Linked DNA regions of Gasterosteus aculeatus: region 1 is linked to region 2. A link is a contact called in public Hi-C data. All regions are on one chromosome and are shown on one strand. Each heading gives the region's core, a stretch centred on a gene start, on an enhancer-like site or on the middle of the called end of the contact. The rest is flanking DNA. Distances are from core to core; before and after follow the strand shown.

The links. A called contact is a pair of places that touch in the nucleus more often than the background predicts.
Region 1: a Hi-C map of liver shows a contact between it and region 2, with 4 times the contacts expected there. The contact joins the enhancer-like site here to the promoter of yipf5 in region 2. A contact is called at or near these places in 4 of 6 Hi-C or Micro-C datasets (liver, skeletal muscle and whole body).

What each region holds. Positions count from the first base shown.
Region 1 is chr7:27,010,743-27,014,204 of fGasAcu3.hap1.1, reverse strand. It overlaps LOC120822725 (rho GTPase-activating protein 26), which reads left to right. Exons shown (of 23, transcript XM_078106792.1): 5 at 21-122; 6 at 209-319; 7 at 1,036-1,140; 8 at 1,467-1,596; 9 at 1,934-2,034; 10 at 2,919-3,013. Among protein-coding and RNA genes, the nearest start is that of LOC120822725, 28 kb to the left of the region's middle. Within about 2 kb of position 1,569, at least 3 of the 9 cell types and tissues checked have open chromatin away from gene starts, as enhancers often do. A contact at or near this core is called in liver, where this site is marked.
Region 2 is chr7:26,923,538-26,926,888 of fGasAcu3.hap1.1, reverse strand. yipf5 (Yip1 domain family, member 5) reads right to left here and starts at 1,298. Exons shown (of 6, transcript XM_040182443.2): 1 at 1,145-1,298; 2 at 1-86. The coding sequence starts at 78.

The DNA of each region.
Region 1 (3,462 bases), core at 320-2,819, 87 kb before region 2:
TTGTTGTTTTATCCACGTAGGAAGCCAGGAAAAAGTACGACAAGGAGACTGAGAAGTACTGCGCAGTGCTGGAGAAACACCTCAGCCTTTCGGCTAAAAAGAAGGAGTCCCATCTGCACGAGGTAAGATGGTGTCTGGCTTCTTTCTCATTCATCATCCGTGTTTTTCCTCCGTCTGTCACTTCTGCTAATGTCCTTCCTCTCTGTAGGCGGACAACCAGGTCGATAACGTCCGGCAGCATTTCTACGAGGTCTCCCTGGAGTACGTCTTCAAGGTGCAGGAGGTCCAAGAGAGGAAGATGTTTGACTTTGTGGAACCCGTAAGACGCACTTTTTTATTTTTTATTTGTATACTTTTAGAGCTGTAATCAGACTCCAAAAAAAAAAAGAATCTGGCCCGACCCTCCATGAACCCTAAATGTCTCTCTCCAAGACACAGCAGCACTTTAGAGTCAGAACCTGATTTTAAAAAAATATATATATATATATATGTTTCCACTGTAATATGAATAAAAACTGAAACCAGGTCATTGAACGCAAATGCAGATACGCACAGACGGTCGTGCACATTTTTCCTCATTCATTATTCCGGAGTCTGGACCGGGTTGTGGTTGTTAAGTCAACATCAGCGCCGACCCGACTTTATTCGAAATTCCAGTCCGGGTTTTGGCTGCTAATCAAAGCGATACATCAGCATCTCCACAGAGTAGGTCTAATTAACACTTCTGTTGTATTTTCTGCCGTTTTAGTAATACATTTTTTTCCACATTATATGTTTGGTCAATAATTATGCAAGAAAAACATTTTTCCACTTTTTAAACTTTTCCATCGGTTTCTTCTTTCTCCTCCTCCACCCGGTCTTCACTAACCCACTTGTGCTTCCCCCACTTCCTCCAAATCTCAACCTTTTCCTGCTGTTCTTTCGACATTTCCACTTGTGCTTTGCCTTCACAGTGCATCTGCAGTTCCACATCTGTCCACATCTCTCTTCTTTCATCTCTCTCTCTAATTTCCCTGCTCTTTTTGTTTCCCTCAGCTGTTAGCGTTCCTCCAAGGCCTGTTCACCTACTATCACCACGGCTATGAGCTGGCAAAGGATTTCAACCACTTCAAGACTGATCTCACCATCAGCATACAGAATGTAAGGTCTCACACACACGTGTACTCCAAAAGCACCATAACCACCCGAAAATAAATCAACATTTAAGGATTTAAAAGGTTGAAGTTTTGTTTATCAAAATGCTTTGTTGAAGCGTTGAGAGTGAAATAAGGCCGTCGAAAAGGTCACCTTCACTTGCCCAGAGGAAACCTCTAGAAAGGCACAAGTTGTCTTGAGAGAAAATATTCCTCCAAACGTGAACAGCCTGCCTGCAGGCCGAGAGGAGTCGTTGCCAGTTAAGCTGACCCAGGATCAGGCCGTGCGACGAGAGACCTCAGGCGTGTGCTCCTGTGCGCTTGTGTTGACAGACGAGGAACCGCTTCGAGAGCACGCGGTCGGAGGTGGAGAGCCTCATGAGGAAGATGAAGGAGAATCCACATGAACACAAGAGTGTCAGCCAGCACACCATGGAGGGATACCTGTTTGTGCAGGAGAAGCGTGAGTATCGCCACAGTTCTGTGCGTGTGCGTGTGTGTGTGTGTCTGTTGGTGTGTTTGTACATCTTACAAAGAGGGGACAATTCAGCGACAATCAACAGTGTTGCAAGTCTGATCTGTGGGCGACGTGACGGCAGCTCTGACCATGTGCCGTTACCGTGGTAACCTATTCAGCACGCAGGCATGACTAAGACTCCTTCTTGTTTCGTGCTCTTTTTATTTTTTTTTTCATTTAACCCCTGCCCCCTCCCACCCCCCCCGAATGTTTGACATCAGCTGTGTCTCTTGATGGTTTTGTTTTCATCCCTCCCTCTCTTCATCCGTCTCCGTCTCCCCAGGCTCTTTTGTCTCAACCTGGGTGAAGTACTACTGCACCTACCACCGTGAGCCCAAGCGGGTCACCATGGTCCTGTTTGACCCTAAATCAGGAGGGAAAACGGTGAGTGGCTTTGGCATTTAAATACATATGAGGTTACAGTGTCTCTGATTCGTCCTCCTGCGTGGACGCAGAAGGGGCGCTTCATCATCACGTTGTAACGTTGATTTTGAATCCCAGTGAGCTGCTATTTTAAGGGGAGTTGGTTGGTTACCTGCATTAAGATCTCCAGCTTCAAGAATCGTAGTTATTTTATTGCCGTTTGATCGTTTAAAACGTTTTATTTCTAGATTTTATTAGAATTCTACATACGCAAATACACAACGTGTAACAGAACCAACACATCAATGTGTATTTTGGTCGTTTCCAAAAAGTTCTCAATCAGTCTTCCGACACCTAGCACCGTGCGTCAGAGACGCTCCCCTATGTCATGGCAGCACGCAGTCATACGGGCAAATATTCCTCCCACAACAGCAGCCCTCATGCATGAGAGCATTGCCAAAGATGTTTTTAGTGAGCAGCGACTATTAGTGCTATCTGCTATTACTGCGTCCACCCACACACAAAGCGGATGCAGGTTCCGGCGGGGGGGGGGGGGGGGGGGGGGTTCTGAGGATTCTCACAGAGCATTTTACAGTTGCCAACGGAAGGAAAAATAGAACATCAGGATAAATCGAAGATATGGACGTGTCTCATAAACGGAACCAGTCGGGGCTCAAACCGCCACGATTGTTGTGCGCGTCAGAAAACTGTCTGCGGCCTCCGTTGCTCTCCGGCATCATTAAAAAGAACAGCGAATCTGATTATGCGACACGTACTTGAGGGTTTTACGTCATCTGTTTTCTGTGTTGTCCAGGAAAACATTCATCATCGTCTCAAACACTTGTGTTTAGTCTGTCAGTTTGTTTTTGAGTAATGACACTAATGCCCTTTTCCTCTGGTGTCAGGGAGAGGAGGACAGCTTCACCCTCAAGTCCTGCACCAGGAGGAAGACGGACTCGATAGAAAAGAGGTTCTGCTTTGATGTGGAGGCTCTGGACAGGTCAGTGAATCCCACACACTTATCCTTTGTCCAGCTGGTTCCTTTCTATTTGTTCCTTTCTCCTTTACAAATACAGCACATTGCACACTGCAAATGTCGTTAGAAATCTGCAGCAGTGGGAATCAGGGAGTTCGATTCTTCCTCGGCAGAACATACACCAGATTCTATTTCCCGACTTGACTAGTGAACACTGTCTTTGTGTGACTAATCACAGCTGCACTGCTCCGCTCAGCCATCCGTGTAGTGGTTGGCATGCGATCTGCTTGCGTGATGTAGTTACTGCTAATAGACACAAGGGGGTGCTCGGATGATTTGGACCTGGGGAGAGAATGTGGAGGGTGTTTGTTGTCTCATGCGCTCGGCCCCCTGGTGCTTCTCTTCCTCCACTTCCTCCTCCTCCTGCACTTCCTCCACCTCCCCCTCCTCCTCCACCTCCCCCTCCTCCTCCA
Region 2 (3,351 bases), core at 49-2,548:
GCTGTAGCCTTGGTTTTGGTCATCTACACTGTAGCTGGACTGGTAAAAGTCTGTGTTCAAATTGTCAAACCCCGACATCTCTCACTCTGTTGGACACACGGAAACAGAACCACAACATATCAGCTAGGATGAGTATTTTCATCTACAGAGAGTCTCCAAACTAATCAAAAGTATTGGTATGTTGAAGATGGAGGCACTGTATCAAAAAGTAAAGAGAAGTCAAATGTAAATTATTAGTATTACGTTTTGGTACACATCTATCATCAAAACAACAATGACTTTGGGACAAGTTCACCAGCCTATTGGTCACATCATTAATGAATTAATACATGTCCAAGCACGAGGGAGTACAGTTCAACATCTTTTTATTGCATTATCCAAAAATAGCCCCTGGGCGACTGCTGCATTCTACTTTTTAAGACACTACTTTCGGTAAAACTAAGACAGGGAGATTAATACGGAGTCAAACATTTCTACATCCATAACTTAATTTTAATTACGCTAAATTTATGTAATAACATTAGCGTTACATAAGTTTTTCTGAAAACATTCCGTTCGTTATAACGTTAGTTAACGTTACATTATTGTCTCACACTGGAATAGCGTACGGTGGCGTTAAGTGATGAATAAAACCGTAAAAGGCTAATTTCTTCCAAACAATAACTTAAAGGCTTAGGGGGCATTGCTAACAGGACTGTTAATAGTTAGAACATTACCGTTATCTTCATATGAATTGGACTAGCGTTAATATAACTATGAGCTACGTTAGCATCCAATGCTAACAGGACAGTAGCCATCCACAAAACAAAGACACAAATAACGTCAAGTTAGACATCGTTAGTTTATTGTGAGTCGACCTTTAGAATCAACTGTATTGGCTATGAGAAGGCTGGACAATTACAACTCATTTAAAGGAGAACTCGACAAAATATGCTGCTAATATAAAAACAAGCTAGCGGGCAGGCTCCGGGTGGCTAACGCAACGTTACCTGCTGCCAGTTGGTTGAATAATGCTAACGTTAGCTATAACCGCAGTGGAGACCAGGCATGCATAAACGCGCATTCCGTCACCAGTCGCGTTAATATCCCAATCAACTTTTCTTTCACAGTTTCTATAGCGAATGCTAATGCTTACCCGCCGTACCAGAGCACTGCCAACTTTGGCTGTGGTTGCTACGTGTCAGGATAACGGTGAATCTTCCGGTTTGCTACGTAGCCGACGGGAAGCCGTTAGGGACATTTGCAAATTGCTCTTTGCCTGAAAATATGGCGCTGTCCTAAAGGCGACTGCTGGTATTACATTGCATTACAAGTAAAACACATTATGTATTAAAATATATTTACAAGCTGCGCCAAAGGAAAGACAATGCATGAAGAATACACATCATCATATATTATAAACAATTCTCTATTTTCTTGTCTGATTTGCAAATTCAGTTTTCATACAAAAATAGGAAACATTATGGACGCAAGACTGTGAATTCCTAAGGTGAAAGGGATGTTGTTAAACACCTCAAATGTAAATGTATTATTTTTTACACCACAGCTAGGTAGGAAACCCTACTGTGTCCAAACGTATAGTCTGATAAAACCAGGGTGACCCTGGTTTTTATGCAAATAGAAACAGAGGGTAGAAGTTGATTTTAACGGAGCAAACGCTGGAACCCTGGCAAGAACAAAGGTAGTCTCTTTCATCTGGATGCAGAGGAGCAGATCAATCACTGCCAGTGCAGAACAACTTCACCGCTACGATGTATGCAGGTAAATCCATCCTCTTTGATGATGACTGATGACATAAAATAATAAGTTGAGGACCCCAGTTCAGAGGAAATAGCGACGGTAGTCTCAGGTAGTTTGACCTTTAATGACAAGAATGATAGTAAGAAATCCCTGTTCCCTTCTCAGGATCTATTATAAAGTCCATATTAACTCAATTGGCGACAGCTCGACATCCTTCCTGGAGTTGGAGAATTCTTTACAAAACGAGAAATGGGAAAAATATTGCAAAAATTGAAAAAGGCATGGAGGAAAATCTTATTGACAGGAGACATTTTGAGCTTCTTCTCTTATTGAGTTATTAGTCCCACCCACACAACGCATAAAGAAGCCTTTGGTCAGTGCTGCACAAAGCAGTTGCCTCAGCAAGGCTACAAGATTTTCGAGGACATTTTCTTACCAGAACACTTTGTGCCCATCTGTCCGATTTTGCTCAAAGAGAGTTCGTATTAGAGGCAGTTTAAAGCTGAAAAGCATGCAAAGGCAACACATATTATAAACAAATTATTAATTGGGTGGATGAGAAATGACAAACAAACAATCCCTATAAATTAACAAGCCTTTCAACTATTCAGGCCTGACATGGATCGCTCCTCTGCCTCAAGAGGACCAAAATCAATTTGATGCACCAAATATGTCATTTCTACAGAAACACCCATGATTAATCATGTGCAGAAATTAGCCTCCTCACCCTATTGCTTCTCATCTTTCTTTAGACTTTTAATCATTTCTGAACTTAAAGAACATCTATTTCTATATAATTCATTTAATGAATGAAAAGTTCCAGAGGGTAATTGAATTTGGGGCATAGATTGCCGTATTCTGTCATAATTGGCTTTTTTAATAAAATCCCTGCCATAATCCCGCTGTAAATACCTCTGTGGATTAGAACTACTAGTTTCCCTACTCTTACGCAACCCCTCGTCGCCAACCACCTACTGTGGCCTAAATTTAGATTGAGTATTATTGTTCTCCTTCTGCATTAAGCAAACTGAAAATGTGAACCCAAACACACACACACACACACACACACACACACACACACACACACACACACACACACACACACACACACACACACACACACACACACCTCTATTTTTAGCAGAGAGGGATGGGCAAGATTAAATAATTCCTTTAATTCATCTAATTCAATTTCCTGCCAAACCATTGATACGACAGCTGCACAGATCATAAATTAGCAGGCATCTGGTACTTGCAGGGTGCTTTCACTGAAGCAGCTTTCTTCTCTCTGTGTGAGTGAGCTACACGATCACTAAAATAACAATCAGCAGATGAAGAGTGTGTGAAGTTTGTTTGTTCCAAAATGAGCCTTCCTCCCACTCGAGATTCAAGAGATTCTAACAAAATTATAGTCAATATGAAAATCTCATTTTGAAATCTGGTGACTGTACTGGCAATACTAAAGCATTTAAACATATAATATTAGGGGGCAATTGATTGAATGTAAGACTGTTTTACTGAGAAATCAGAAAACATTTGTTCACCATCCAAACAAATGGATCTCTGGCGTCAACCTTAAATGCAAACAGCTATATCTCAGGATTTTTGCAT